Regions from separate parts of the Capra hircus genome. Here region 1 is linked to region 2. Evidence: chromatin contacts called from public Hi-C data. All regions are on one chromosome and are shown on one strand. The core of a region is the stretch at or near the end of the contact, and the rest is flanking DNA. Distances in the headings are between cores, read along the strand shown. Region 1 overlaps FAM220A (protein FAM220A). Region 2 overlaps USP42 (ubiquitin carboxyl-terminal hydrolase 42).

What was found. A called contact is a pair of places that touch in the nucleus more often than the background predicts.
Region 1: a Hi-C map of liver shows a contact between it and region 2, with 3 times the contacts expected there. The contact joins two enhancer-like sites. A contact is called at or near these places in 2 of 5 Hi-C or Micro-C datasets (blood and liver).

Annotation. Positions count from the first base shown.
Region 1 is chr25:39,097,866-39,104,814 of ARS1.2, reverse strand. FAM220A (protein FAM220A) reads left to right here. Exons shown (of 2, transcript XM_018040920.1): 2 at 1,213-3,035. The coding sequence starts at 1,290. The coding sequence ends at 2,057. Among named protein-coding and RNA genes, the nearest start is that of FAM220A, 14 kb to the left of the region's middle. Within about 2 kb of position 1,569, at least 1 of the 5 cell types and tissues checked has an H3K27ac peak or open chromatin away from gene starts, as enhancers often do.
Region 2 is chr25:38,985,642-38,992,271 of ARS1.2, reverse strand. It overlaps USP42 (ubiquitin carboxyl-terminal hydrolase 42), which reads right to left. Exons shown (of 18, transcript XM_018040556.1): 15 at 5,405-6,630; 16 at 3,865-4,166; 17 at 1,720-1,763; 18 at 1-915. The coding sequence ends at 1,756. Among named protein-coding and RNA genes, the nearest start is that of USP42, 38 kb to the right of the region's middle. Within about 2 kb of position 3,716, at least 3 of the 5 cell types and tissues checked have an H3K27ac peak or open chromatin away from gene starts, as enhancers often do.

The DNA of each region.
Region 1 (6,949 bases), core at 320-2,819, 110 kb before region 2:
GACTGCAAGGAGATCCAACCAGTCCATCCTAAAGGAAATCAGTCCTGGGTGTTCACTGGAAGGACTGATGCTGAAGCTGAAACTCCAGTACTTTGGCCACCTCATGCGAAGAGTTGACTCATTGGAAAAGACTCTGATGCTGGGAGGGATTGGGGGCAGGAGGAGAAGGGGACGACAGAGGATGAGATGGCTGGATGGCATCACAGACTCGACGGACGTGAGTCTGAGTGAACTCCGGGAGTTGGTGATGGACAGGGAGGCCTGGCGTGCTGCGATTCATGGGGTCGCAGAGAGTCAGACACGACTGAGCGACTGAACTGAACAACTGAAACTAATATATTTTATGTCAGTTGTATAGCAATTAAAAAAAAAAAAGAACTGGGGATGTCCGTGATGGTCCAGTGGCGAGGACTCCACCCTCCCAGCGGAAGGGAACTAGGCCCATCCCAGGTAAGGGAACTAGGTCTCACACACCGCAACTGAAGATCTGGCGCCACCAAATAAATATTCAAAATACAAAAAAATAATTGCACCTTATGTTTGCATATAGCTTTATGCTGCCCGAATGTATTTGTGTCAGTGTTATATAGAATAATAGTCATCCTTGTATAGATTATGCCCTGAGTAGACATGAGGTTCCCCGGTGGCTCAGCCGTAAAGAATCTGCCTGCTGATACAGAAGATGTCAGTTCAGTCCCTGGGTGGGGAAGATCCGTGGACAGAGGAGCCTGGTGGGCTATATATAGTCCATGGGGTCCCAAAGAGTCAGACATGACTTAGCAACCCAGCAACAGCATAAGTAAAGTTGTCCATTCCTTAGAAGTGGCTTGCCCTGCCTGAGTCACTGAATCTCATTCTCAAATAGGACACTCTGGGTGAGGCCTTGGTTGCTTGATTGAGTCATCTAGTTTATCCTGGTTAAAGGGAGCCGCTTTTTATTGAACCTGCACAAATAACTACATTGCCATGAAAAGTACAGAGCCTCAGTGCATATTTAAGTATTTCAGGAAATACTGCATTAATCAAGTACTGTTCTTTTCGTTGTGATTTGCTAATTGGTAGGTTGACATCCTGTTTTCTATCACAGTGTGGGAATCCTTGGTACCGGATACTGTCAGGGACCTTCGTATTTGCTGGGAAATACCTGGTGTGTGTGGACTCTGCCGAGATGCCGTCTTCATTATTACCCTGTAATTTGTTGGTCTTTTCCAGGTTCACATTGAGATCCACTGAAGACCTTCCGCGGACTGACGGGCGTGTCCTGGGGCTCAGGGTGTCAGAGACACAGCATGAGGGACAGACGCACGCCTCTCTGCACCCACCTTGCGGAGGAGCAGGGAGCGGGCGCCGCCTCGGACAGAGCCTCGTGCAGAGAACTGTGGAGCGAGAGAAGGCAGGAGGCGAGCCCTGGCCCAGCAGATGCCGCTTCCTGGGCGAGGAGGCCTGCGGTCGATGCCCGGGGAGATCCAGGAAAGGAGGAGTCATCACTGGAAACAAAGCGTGACCCGCGTGGCGCCAGCCCCTCGCCTCGCAGTGGCCTCGAAGCGCTTCCGCGGTGGCAAGCAGCAGTACGGAGAAACTCGGCCTCAGCGGCTGCGCAGAGCAACCCTGCGGGTCTGCCCTCGGCTCCGGCAGGGGAGCGGAGTGCCGGGCTGGCCCGCGGCGTCGGGGAGGCTCCGGGCACGGACTGGCCGCGGGCAGTGCCCAGGCCCCCTGGCGGCCACGGAGGATGGAGCCTCGGCAGAGAGCCCCGGGGGTCAGGACTGCTGGGCCGGCAGAGAGGGTCCGCAAAGGGGGTTTCTGAGTTTGACCCGCCCCGTGCTCTCCTGGAGAAGCTGGACTCTGCGTCGGCGCCCTCTTGCCTGCGATCCATCCTGCTGCATGCTCTTCCCCTAATATTCTTGAATGATGAGACGAAAAGTGTTTTCCCTGGCCGTTCAGGGCCCATGTTTTCAGAGCCAAGAGTAGAATACAAGAAAATGCTTTCATGGGAAAAAAGTACCTCAGATGATCTGCAGATAACAGTGGCGTCACTGGCTGCACAAGCTTTTGAATGAGCAAATCTGTTATGCCGTGGTTAAGGTACAGGCAGACCAATAAAAATAGTGAGACTAAGCGCTGTCCTTGAATGCTTTCTTTTGTGTAAACTCTGGACGCACATGGCGCGGCAGTGAAGCTCCGGCTTTGATTCGTGTGACCAGACAGACTTAAAGTCAGTGGAACTTGAACCCACAGAAAGCTGGTTGATACAGAAGGCAGTCTCTGTACTTGAAAGACATTTAGGCTTGGGAAGCCATGTCAAGGAGGTTATTGACATTACCTTACACAGCTATCAGATGAGAATCGAAAGCTGTAACAGCAAGCTTTGAGTTTACCTTCAGCACCATCTGGCAGGGCCGCCGTCCCAGGCACTCCCTCTCCAGCCTGTTCTCTGACGAGAGTAGATATTTGTAAAAGTCAACCCTGCTGGGCTTGGTCTGAGCCAAGCCAAGTTGATGGTAAGCTGTTGTCATTTCTGCGTTTTGTAGAATAATTTGAGCAAAAGCTGATATCATTTCTCACACCCCTTTCCTTCCACTTGACATGCATTTTACATGGAGGCCCTACGGTGAAAGTTGCAATATTGACATTACCTTTAGATAACCCTCCCTCAAACTAGGAACCCTAGCAGTGTTAACCCAAAATAAAAAATGAGCTTGAGCCTGTCTGCCGGAGCGCAGTCATAGGGGGGGTAAAAAAAAAGCAAGTATTTCCCCTTACGGAAGATGGCCAGCTCCTAGGAGTTGAGGTGTCTCCTGCACTAACCTTTTTCTGCGCTGACCCCTTTTGTCGTGTGCTGGTAATTCGATGAAACGCCCTGAAGAGCAGTTTTTAAGGAGACCAAAGGAAGACGCCCCATTTCCGGAGGTATTGATTGCATTTATCAGTTTATATCGCGTGCTAAATTACCATGCTGTGTGCTATTTTAGTGTTCTGGGGAAATGAAAAATAAAACCTGTTCTTTAGCATAATAAATACCTTATTTTACGTGTGTAGTCTTGGTTCCCCTTGTCTTTATTATTAATGCAGCCTTCCTCATACTTCAGTCTGTTTGCGAAAAGTTGTTCACTGATTTAGAAGATTGGAAGCAGAGAATGAAAAGCAAAATGTAAAATTACTCTGGAACTCAACTCTCCAGATAGAGTGAAACAGTGTATTATGCTCCTTGTGGAGCGGGTGCTCACCCTCGTGAAACAGTGGTCTGCAGCCAGTCTAAAAGGACACCGACCCAACTGACAGAAGCAAGCCCTGGCTAGTGGACTCTCCACCTCAGAGTCACCAACGGGTGGGGAAGCGAGATGACACATTTCAGTGTTTTAGAATGGGATCAGTTTTCTTGTCAACACCCTCCCCACCGCCCCCTTTTTTTGTTGTTTTAAACTCAGTCTACTTTGAGATGGAGGTTTCCATGACATGTCAGCTCTCTTTCTTTTGTAAATTCCAAGTATGTGAATTTTCAAACAGTTGCAAAGAACAAATTCAGAGTTCCCTAATTAGCATTAACTAAATTAACTTGTGGCACTAGTGGTAAAGAATCTGCTCCCCAAGGCAGGAAACGGTGGTGTGATCAAACCCACGTGGATCTGATCCCTGGATTGGGAAGAGAGGGCGTGGCAACCCACTCCAGTGCTCTTTCCTAGAGAATCCCGTGGACAGAGGAGCCTGGCGGGCTATGGTCCATGAAGTCTCAGAGTCAAACACGGCTGAAGCGACTTAGCACACACAAACTAACTTGAAGTGTTTTCGTATAGTTACGTCAGAATAAGGTAAGTGTTTTTATGAAAGCTTTGTGGAAAAGCTCACAGTAGCGTCTTTGCTCGCATTGTTTTTTAGTACATCCACTGCTGACATCGTTGCTTCTGGTGCCGTGCTGTCTCCAGCTCTGTCCGAAGGTGGCCCCTCCTGTGGAAAGTTCTGGGGTAGAAAGGTGCTGATAAATGTAGCGTATGAAACCTATGAAGTTTCAGGACTGTGAAGGATGGCCTTCTATAAACCATTCTATTTTTGAAGCAATTAGAGAAATAAGATACTCATTTGAATAAGTTGTTTCCATGATTGAATTATAAAAGGATCTCTCATTTTAAATATTTTAAATGTATCATTTTGGCAGTGAAAACTGAGGGAAGCCTGTTTTAAAAGTTCTGACGTCTATATGCATGTTCTTCTTTTTTGCTTTATGGATTCTGTTCTTAAGGACTAGACAGCACAGTCACTTTAAATTTAGAAACAGCGTACAGTGCAAAATCTTGGACTTGGTTATTCACATTTGGAAATCATGAAATCTTTTTCACATGGAGTGGATGTTGAGATCTTGAAGTGATTATGAAGTTGCCAGCCTGTAGAAAATAAAATATTAAGAAGCTTGTGTTTACATTGGTTATTCTTACATGACTTGATTTTATAGCTAGGAAGCAACACATGTATTTTGGAGCTTTGTGTGTGTATTCTAAAATGCATATAAGCCATTTCCTGTAATTTCACACAGTAAGAAATGTTGGGACTTCCCTAGTGGTCCAGTGGATAAGACTCTTGAGTCTGCACTGCAGGGGACCCATGTTTGATCCCTGGTCAGGGAACTAATTAAAATTAAAAGATGCTCCTTGGAAGAAAAGCTATAACAAATCTAGACAGTTTATTAAAAAGCAGAGACATTACTTTGCCGACAAAGGTGCATATAGTCAAAGCGATGGTTTTTCCAGTAGTCACATATGAATGTGAGAGTGGGCCCATAAGGAAGGCTGAGCGCCAAAGAATTGATGCTTTTGAACTGTGGTGTTGGAGAGGACCCTTGAGAGTCCCTTGGATTGCAAGGAGATCCAACCAGTCCATCCTAAAAGAGATCAGTTCTGAATATTCATTGGAGGGACTGATGCTGAAGCTTCAGTCTTTGGGCACCTGATGTGAAGAGCTGACTCATTGGAAAAGACCCTGAAACTGGGAAAGATTGAAGGCGGGAGGAGAAGGGGACGACAGAGGATGAGATGGTTGGATGGCATCACCAACTCAATGGACATCAGTTTGAATAAGCTCTGGGAGTTGGTGATGGACAAGGAGGCCTGGCGTGCTGCAGTCCATGGGGTCCGCAAGAGTTGGATACGAAAAACAACAGGGAATAAAGATCCCACAAGTGGCTCGGTATGGCAAAAAAAAAAAAATGTGTTTTAAGATTCACTTTGCACTTTGCTGTAGATAACTTTAAAATTCTTCTTAAGCTTTCCAAGGGAAAGAAGTAGAATGAAGGGATCTCCTAAACTATCCATATATGAATTCAGAGCCGGAAATGGCTCTCCAACACCAGCCAGTGCTGGAAGCTTTGAAACACAGCCCAGCCAACTGATCCTCCATGCATTCAACGTAGCCATTTGAAACTGGAGGCCTCAGTAGGATGGCACAGGATGGCCGCTTCTGCTTGGCTCTCCTCTGCTTCCAGAATGTTACCTCTTTTTTTTCCCCCCAATTTTATGGAAACTTGGACGCACTGGACCAATTTAAACAAAGCATCTGTTCCCTTTTCATTTGTACTTCACTCTGCGAACTCCACAGAGCTGTGTATCTGCATGGCTGAAATGTGGTTAGAAAACTTGTTTGCCAGGAGCCTGACTGCTTCCTAAAGGTCATCTTCATAGGGTTACGTTTCCTTTTTCCTGAAACGAACGTGTGCCATTGAGTGGAAGGCATCTTTGAGGACTGGTGACTTCTGGTAAACAGTGGCCGTTCAAGGAGCAGGCATGGCTGTGGTTCTGCTCTGTGTTTTGAGTAGCTTCCTTTTAAAAATTGTTTAGGTATATAACACAAGGGATTTTTATAGGGGAGCTGTGCCTTGCCACAGTATCAGAGTGGAATTCTGCAGTTAACTTGAATGCTTTTAGGTTTTTTAAAATTTTTTTAAGGAAGTGGACTTAACTTGTTTTTCCTTCCCCATCTACCTACAAAGCATTCTGTTTCTATGAGAAACAGGTTATTTGCTTCAGAATTGGAAATAGGCTCTGTTTTCCTTTTCTTAACGCTTGTCTTCCGTGTTTAAGATTACAAGCACTTTGCCACTACTGTTCGTCCAAAGTAATTTGGAGAAAGCATGAAGTCCTCTGCTCCTTGTTTTTTTCCAAGAGTGACTTTTTTTTTTTTTTTTTAAATCTTTATTATTTGTTACAGTATTGCTCCTGGATTTTTTTTTTTTTTTAATGTTTTTGTTTTTTGGCCAGGAGGCTTGTGGGATCTTAGTGCCCTGACCAGGGATCAAACCCACACCCCCTGCATTGGAAGGCGAGGTCTTAGGCACTGGACCACCAGTGAAGTCCCTCTGTGCTCCTTTTATTAGTCATTTTCCAGAGAAACAATAGGATCTACAGGTACAGATATGAGGAGAATTATCACAAGAATTGGCTCACGGGATCATGGAGGCCAAGAAGCCCCACTGTCCGCCATCTGCGGACAAGAGACTCGGGGAAGCCAGACATCATCCAGCCCAAGTCCCAAGGTCTGAGAACCAGGGGCACCCATATTCACGGGCGAAAGAGGGACCCTTCAGCTCAAGCAGAGCAAAATTGCTCTTTCTCCTCTTTGTTCTATTAACTTCTAGTGTTTTGGATGATGGCCACCTGCATTGATGAGGGTGATTAAGAGTCTTGACTTTTATTTAGCATTTTATCTGAGGCTCTAATAAGAGTAAAAGAAAATGAAGATCAATTTCACATTCAGTTTTAAGGAGTCTTGTGATAGGGAAAGCACACAGACAGTAACAACCTTAAAAGTATGAAAACGCCTTATCAGTCAGTCCAGTCGCTCAGTCGTGTCCGACTCTGCGACCCAATGGACTGGAGCACGCCAGGCCTCCCTGCCCATCACCAGCTCCCGGAGCTCGCTCAAACTCATGTCCATCGAGTCGGTGATGCCATCCAATCATCTCATT
Region 2 (6,630 bases), core at 2,467-4,966:
CATCTCTGAACAACACAAACTGTATAAACCATACAGATTATTCAGATACAAACTGTATTAAATACAGTTTTCCCCACTCCATCTCCTGATGCAGGACCAGTGAATTATAAGTGTATCACAGTTTGATAGCATATCCATATTAAAAATAAAATCACAGTATGATTTTGTCTGTAACTAGAAACTTTAAGGGACCAAGCTGACAACTCAGACTCCAATATCATAGTCAAGACAAGAGACACTGTATAAAAAAGTGTTATGTAATAAAAACATACTGTAGGCCTTACAAATAATGTTTGGATTATACATTCATAATGTAAATACTCATCATAACTGGTAAATTGATTGGAATAGTTCCACAAAGTTCAAAAACAGAACTTGTCTATAAAATACATCTTCAAATCTTGAATACAACTAAAATATGAAGCAAATTAGTTTCTAGTATCAGACATTACAGAAAACAGACTGCTCTCAAAAGTCTAGTTGAGAGCTTGTGAATCTTTAAATAAAGTCTTTAAATTAAATATACACGCTGTCAGTTTGTACTTTTAATAATTCCATGGTTTCCCGGCTGGTCTTGCACCGGATGTCTAACTTGGAGGAGCATTGCATGGAATACGAGTGATCAACCTGAGTCTGTGATTAAGCAGCATTTGAGATGTTCTAGTCCAGGGCGTTATTTTCAATGTGATTTATATACACAGTTTATAGATTTACAATGGTCAGCAGTTGTAGAAAGTGTTCATCCGTTTGGAATAAGGGTAATTAAGAAAAGGTAAAAACTAAAAAAAAAACGTCCTCCATGGTAAAATCTGTACAGTATTTACTAAAGAAGCACCACGCAGATTTGAACAAAGTTATTTTCTCTATTTATAATTTAAGCTGGGTTGGGGATGGCTTCTGTTGAACACGGTGAATCTGAAAGACAAGAGGCAGCCGCGTCAGTGATCCAGAGGCAGGAAGTGGAACCCAGGGCCTGGTGAGCCCCAGCTGGGCTGTCTTCCATTCACGTCACACCCCCCCCCCCCCCCCGCCCCTTCGCAGATGCCCCAGGTCTCTAGGAAAGCCCCCTGGCCTCCCTGCGGGCAGTAGCTGGGAGGCCAGTGGGGAGGGCGCCCTCTGCTGGGCACTCGGAGCCGCCGCCCTAGGAAGAAAGTCTGCGAATTCCTCAGCGGGGCTCAGGGCTTTCCCCTTGAAAACTCGCTGCTAAGCGTTCACTGGCCGCACGGTGGTCCTCTGTAGACAGTTCACTCAAACCTCACCTTGCTGAGGAGGAGTTACACATTTGGGCAAAAGTCCCTCCCCCACCCCCACCGGCACCACTGAGCACCAGGCCTGGAGATGATGCTCGAGGCTTTGACTTGCTGTAAAAAAGCACCCAAACCTCATTCAGATCAAGCCAAGCCCTTCTCGTCTGAAACAAGCACAGGGTGGGGAGGAGCAGGGCGCCCAGAGCTCAGGACAGCGGTCTTGGGAAGGGGCCCCCTCCCTCAGGCCCTCAGGTAGGGCTGTGAAGAAATGGCTTCTCCATCTTTCAAATGACTTAAGCTTCTGACCTGCCCTCGTTTTCTCCAGTGAGGGAGTGTGTCTAAGGCCCTGAACCTCACCCCCCTCAAGGGCTGACTCCCCACCTGCTCCCATGCAGCCCCAAGCTCCCTCCTCAGGCCCCTCAGCGGCTCCACAAACGGTCAGGACAAACATGCAGAGAGGAAAAGAGCTCACCATAACTAGTGAAGTTTTTGTTTTGAGGCCAAGTTTTCAATCACCTAGAAAGCAAAGGTTAGGAAACATTTTAATGACGTTTTGGCAAAAATTTTAGCACCTGTGCTCTGTGCGTATCACGTCATTAACTTAGAAGCAGTTCTCAGACAGGCTCGTTGCCTGAAATCAGTCCTACACGAGCTGTGCTTCCAAGGGTTTCACTGAAAACACGCTTTTACATGGTGACTGAGGGCCACGTCCCCGTGGGAACAGCCCAATCTGATCCCAGCAAACCCATCAGCATTTCAACGCTGGGTCAAAGAAATCCAGAGCTTGATGGTGCCAGAGAACAGGAGTCTGGAGGAAAGGTCAAGGCGCCAGCAGGTGAAGAGGTCCGTCCTCTGAAAGCTGACAGAGGTCAGGACAGGATGGGCATCTGAGCGTCATCAGATAGAGGACAGGAAAGGGTCCCCCCCACCTGCAGCCCCTGGAGACCTGCATGTGGGCCACCACATGTCCACTACCGGGCTTTGCGTGCCACCTACTGTCCCCCAAGCCAGCTCTGTGGGTGAGCCGTGCCTATGGTGGGCTGGTGGCCTCTGGCTGTGGTCCTCACCACAGACCTGCAGCCTGAAAGGGAAGATTCAGGCAGACACACAGAATCCTGAGGACCTGCCCGGACCACTTCACCACACGCAGTCAGAAGGGACTCATCTCATCCAGCCCCTGGCCCAAACCGTGGAAATGTTGGTGGAAATCAAGATGGAAATGCACATTGTTGCCATCTTAACAAACACAGCAAAGGACACCTAGCTTCCCTTTCCTAATGGCCCCACGAGTCTTCTAATTTGCTCCAAGCACCCCTGGCATCCACCCCTCCCCAGACACCCCACCTATCCTGATCTCTGCTTCTCCCAAACGCCAGTGCACTGTGTGGCCATCTGTCCCTCCTCCACCAACCATGACGTGACTGTGGGCCATGGGAGGGGGTCCTCCCCTAACCAGCATGACACCTCCCTGGGTCCAGAACACAGTAGAGAACCCATGGTCTCCGGGGCTCCCGGACAGCAGGCAGGGTCACAAGGGGGCACCTCGGGGGTGAGGGTGGGTGGGGGGGTCAGCAAGCTGGTCCATGGAAGGCCCAGGCCGGGCTCTGCCAGCTCCGCGGGGCCATAGACGGGCTGGGCTGCAGCGCAGCTTTACTGACACATCAATTTCACAAAATTTTCATGTGAAATGCAAGTCTTCTTTGGACTCTTCCAACCACTTAAAGGAGAAGGCAATGGCAACCCACTCCAGTACTCCTGCCTGGAAAATCCCATGGACGGAGGAGCCTGGTGGGCTGCAGTCCATGGGGTCTCGAAGAGTCGGACATGACTGAGCGGCTTCACTTTCACTTTCATGCACTGGAGAAGGAAATGGCAACCCACTCCAGTGTTCTTGCCAGGAGAATCCCAGGGACGGGGGAGCCTGGTGGGCTTTCTTCTATGGGGTCGCACAGAGTCGGACACGACTGAAGCGACTTAGCAGCAGCGGCAACCATTTAAAAATGTCCAATCCTTCCCAACCGGTGGGCCATGTGAAGGTGGCGTCCCACCCTCGGCCCCCTGCAAGGCTCAGCACTCCTTCTAGGGTCGAAGGTCAGGGGAACAGCTAAGAAAGCCAGAAGGGCTGCGTACAGGCGGTCAGAGCAGGAGAGGCTAGGAAGTTACAAGTGGGCCAAGCCCTGCAGGGCAGACAGGAATCCCAGAGCCCGGCAGCGTGCGGTCGCCCGGGACCCCCACCTGCAGCCGTAGCCCGAGACCCGGGCCAGAGGCGTGACGCCTGCGCACCGGTCACCAGACAGACTTCCAGGGTCTCCTCACAACGGGCACGGGTTCAGGACCCGGGAGAGAAAGGAGGTACCACAACAGTATTTCTGTCAAACATGGCGTCTGAACAGGTCTGTCCCCAGTCAGACGCCCAGAGCCACACGCAGCACAGGCTCCCGGCTCTGCCTCGCGGGAGGCGGGTGAGGACGCGGGGCGGGGCTCAGCGAGACTGACAGCTGCTCCGCCCTGTGAGGCTCCTTCCTCCAGCGACCGCCTCCTCCCGAGGGAAGGGCGCCTATGGCCGCCACGCCCAGCGCGCCCCCTCCGCGGCCGCTCGCCCCGCGCGCCCCCTTACCCTGGCCGCACTCGGACAGCCGACACCTGACCTCCCGGCTCTCCATCCTGAAGTGTTTGGTTTTCTCACAGAAAGGTGCCGCGCCCTCCAGCGGCAGGCCGTCTGCGAGGGGGAAGGCGCCCTCGGCTCTCCGGAAATGGTCCACAGTCTCACAGCTGGCTGCCTTGGGCAAGCGCGGTTCTGAATCTCGCCCAAAGTCCTCTGATCTCCTCGAGTGTCTCTTCTTTTTCTTCTTCTTCTTCTTGTGTCTGTGGAGGTCAGCGTCAGAGTGCGCTACGGAAAGGTCTGAATCCTGCTGATGCCTGCCGAAGACAAAGCCAGGACTAGGGCCACTAGGAAAGCAAACCTCCCCAAGGAGAACTGGTCCTCTCTCTGACTCACACCCACTTCTGCGGACACTCAGCACGCACACACAAGTGAGGCTCTCCTAATGAAACATGCGGTTTTCACTGTAATAATTAAGTCCAGGGTCATAACCTCACCAGTTTCAACCTGTCCCCACCGCAGCCTTTAACTTTGGGGAGAAGAGCTCTGGCCAAAGCACCAGAGGAAGGAAGGACTCCACCACCTTTTCCTGAAACTAGTTAGTGGCTAAAGGAAAAAGTATCTTTGCCCGGTGCGTCAGGCACACAGAAGGAAGGAGGTTTGATGTCCTTTTCCTTCAAGTAACCACTCTTCACCTGTGGCTCCTGGTAGGTAACCTCTCCCAGGGTCTCGCTCTTAAGAGACACCAGTGTATACTGTGTGCTCAGCCCTCTCCTCATGGAGAAGTCATTTTCCAGAAAGCTGCTGACCAATTTAGCTTTTAAAAAATACAAGAACTTCCCAATGAGATTTCAAACTGAGAAATGGAGAAATAGAAACTCAGTTTGAAATCTCACTGGACAATTTGTTGGAGAGTATCAACAGACGTAGCATTATAACTACATCTGTGAATAAATAGGTTAACAGTCAATCCTAAAAAAAATCAACCCTGAATATTCATTGGAAAGACTGATACTAAAGCTGTAGCTCCAATACTTTGGCCACCTGATATGAGGAGCAGACTCATTGGAAAAGACCCTGATGCTGGGAAAGACTGAGGGCAGGAGGAGAAGGGGACAACAGAGGATGAGATGGTTGGATGGCATCACTGACTCGATGGACATGGGCTTGAGCAAACTCTGGGAGATGGTGAAGGACAGGGAAGCCTGGAGTGCTGCAGTCCATGGGGTCACAGAGTTGGACACAAATGAGCAACTAACCACCACCACCACTGTGAAGGTGGACAGTCCCAAGCTTCACCTCCTGAATGCCGCATGTGTACTCAGAGTTACAAAGCACCAACTAAACACAGCCACGTCTTGAAAGACCGGGTTTTTGGGTGTTTTATAAAACCACATAATAAGATACCGCTAAGAAAAACAGAGCTAAGGTTTAGGAATCGATAAAAACAGGGCAGTCCCAAACCCCCCGAGATGAAAGCTACACACGACAGAGCCCTCACCCATCCGCAGGCTGGGTGCGGAGGGCGCACCCCCCACACGCAGCCGCCCCTCACCTGGAGTCTCGGTCCCGGTGTTTGTCTTTGGATTTCTTTTTCTTCTTCGACTTTTTGTGCTTCTTCACTTTGGGCTCCTCTACAGGGTCCTTCTGTAAGCTTCTCCAGGCTTTCTTTTCTACGTGACTCTCATTCTCGAGGCTATCGTATCTCCGTTTCCGTGACTTAACGTTGTCGTGTTCGTGAAACCGCGTGGCCAGGTCGCAGCTGCCATCTTCAGCCCCGAAGCCGAGCCTGTCGTGGGCGTATTTGGCGGCGGGGTGTGGAGGGGGCGCGTGGGCCACGCCCGCCCGGGGGCTGCTGAAGCGGTGCCGGTCCCTTTCTTTGGCCGCCAGCTCGTAGCCCTTGCGGCCTCTGTAGTGGTCCTTGTAGGGCCGGCCGCCGTAGGGCCCAGCCCGCTCATACTCTCGCTCGGCGTGGAAGGGCCGCCAGTCCCGGGGCTCCCGGCCGGGGTACAGGGGGGACCTGTCGTGGTGGTACCGGCAGCGCTCCCAGCGCAGCCTGTCTGGGTAGTACTTCTCCCGGGCCCAGGCGTGCTCGCCCTCGGCGTGGTGGTAGCGGCCCCACTCCTGGTCGGGGGCGCCCCTGCTCCGGGAGTGGTGGTGGCCCGACCTGGCCAGGGAGCTGGGGCAGGGGGGCTGTGGGGCCAGGGCGCAGGGCTCCAGCCGGGGCCGCTCAGGCCGCAGCCGCTCATGCTCCCGGTGGGGCCGCTTCCGCCGATGCTGCACCTCGGTCCTGCTCCGGCTCTCCCGTGCACGCTCGCCACTGGATGAGCGGTCCCTTCGGCTACGGTAATGTCCTCGGTCAACCTTTCTGAGGCTGCTGACCTTCTCCTGGACCGGACACGGCTCTGGGGCCTTGTGCCCGGCCTTACTGTCTTCCCCTCTCTCACTGCTGCTGCGCTCAGGGGGCCCCTCAGGACGGTTTTCTGTGATCATGTCTAGCTGCGGAGAGGGCACCTCGTCTGTGGACACCCCCGTGCTCTTAGCGGGACCCTCCGCCTCTGAGCCTCTGTCCCGACCGCTGTGACCCAAGGGCTCGGGCTCACGGTCGCCCTCGGAAGGCACAGAGGGAACCGGGCTCAGCCTCCCTGTGGCTTCTGCAGCCACCGGGTCCGGGGGCTGCTCTGGTAACGTCCCTCCCACGTCTGGGGACGGTTTGCTCTGATCATCTGTTAAATTCCCAGGGTCACAGGGTGCTGGAAGCTGATCGTCCCCGAGGGCATC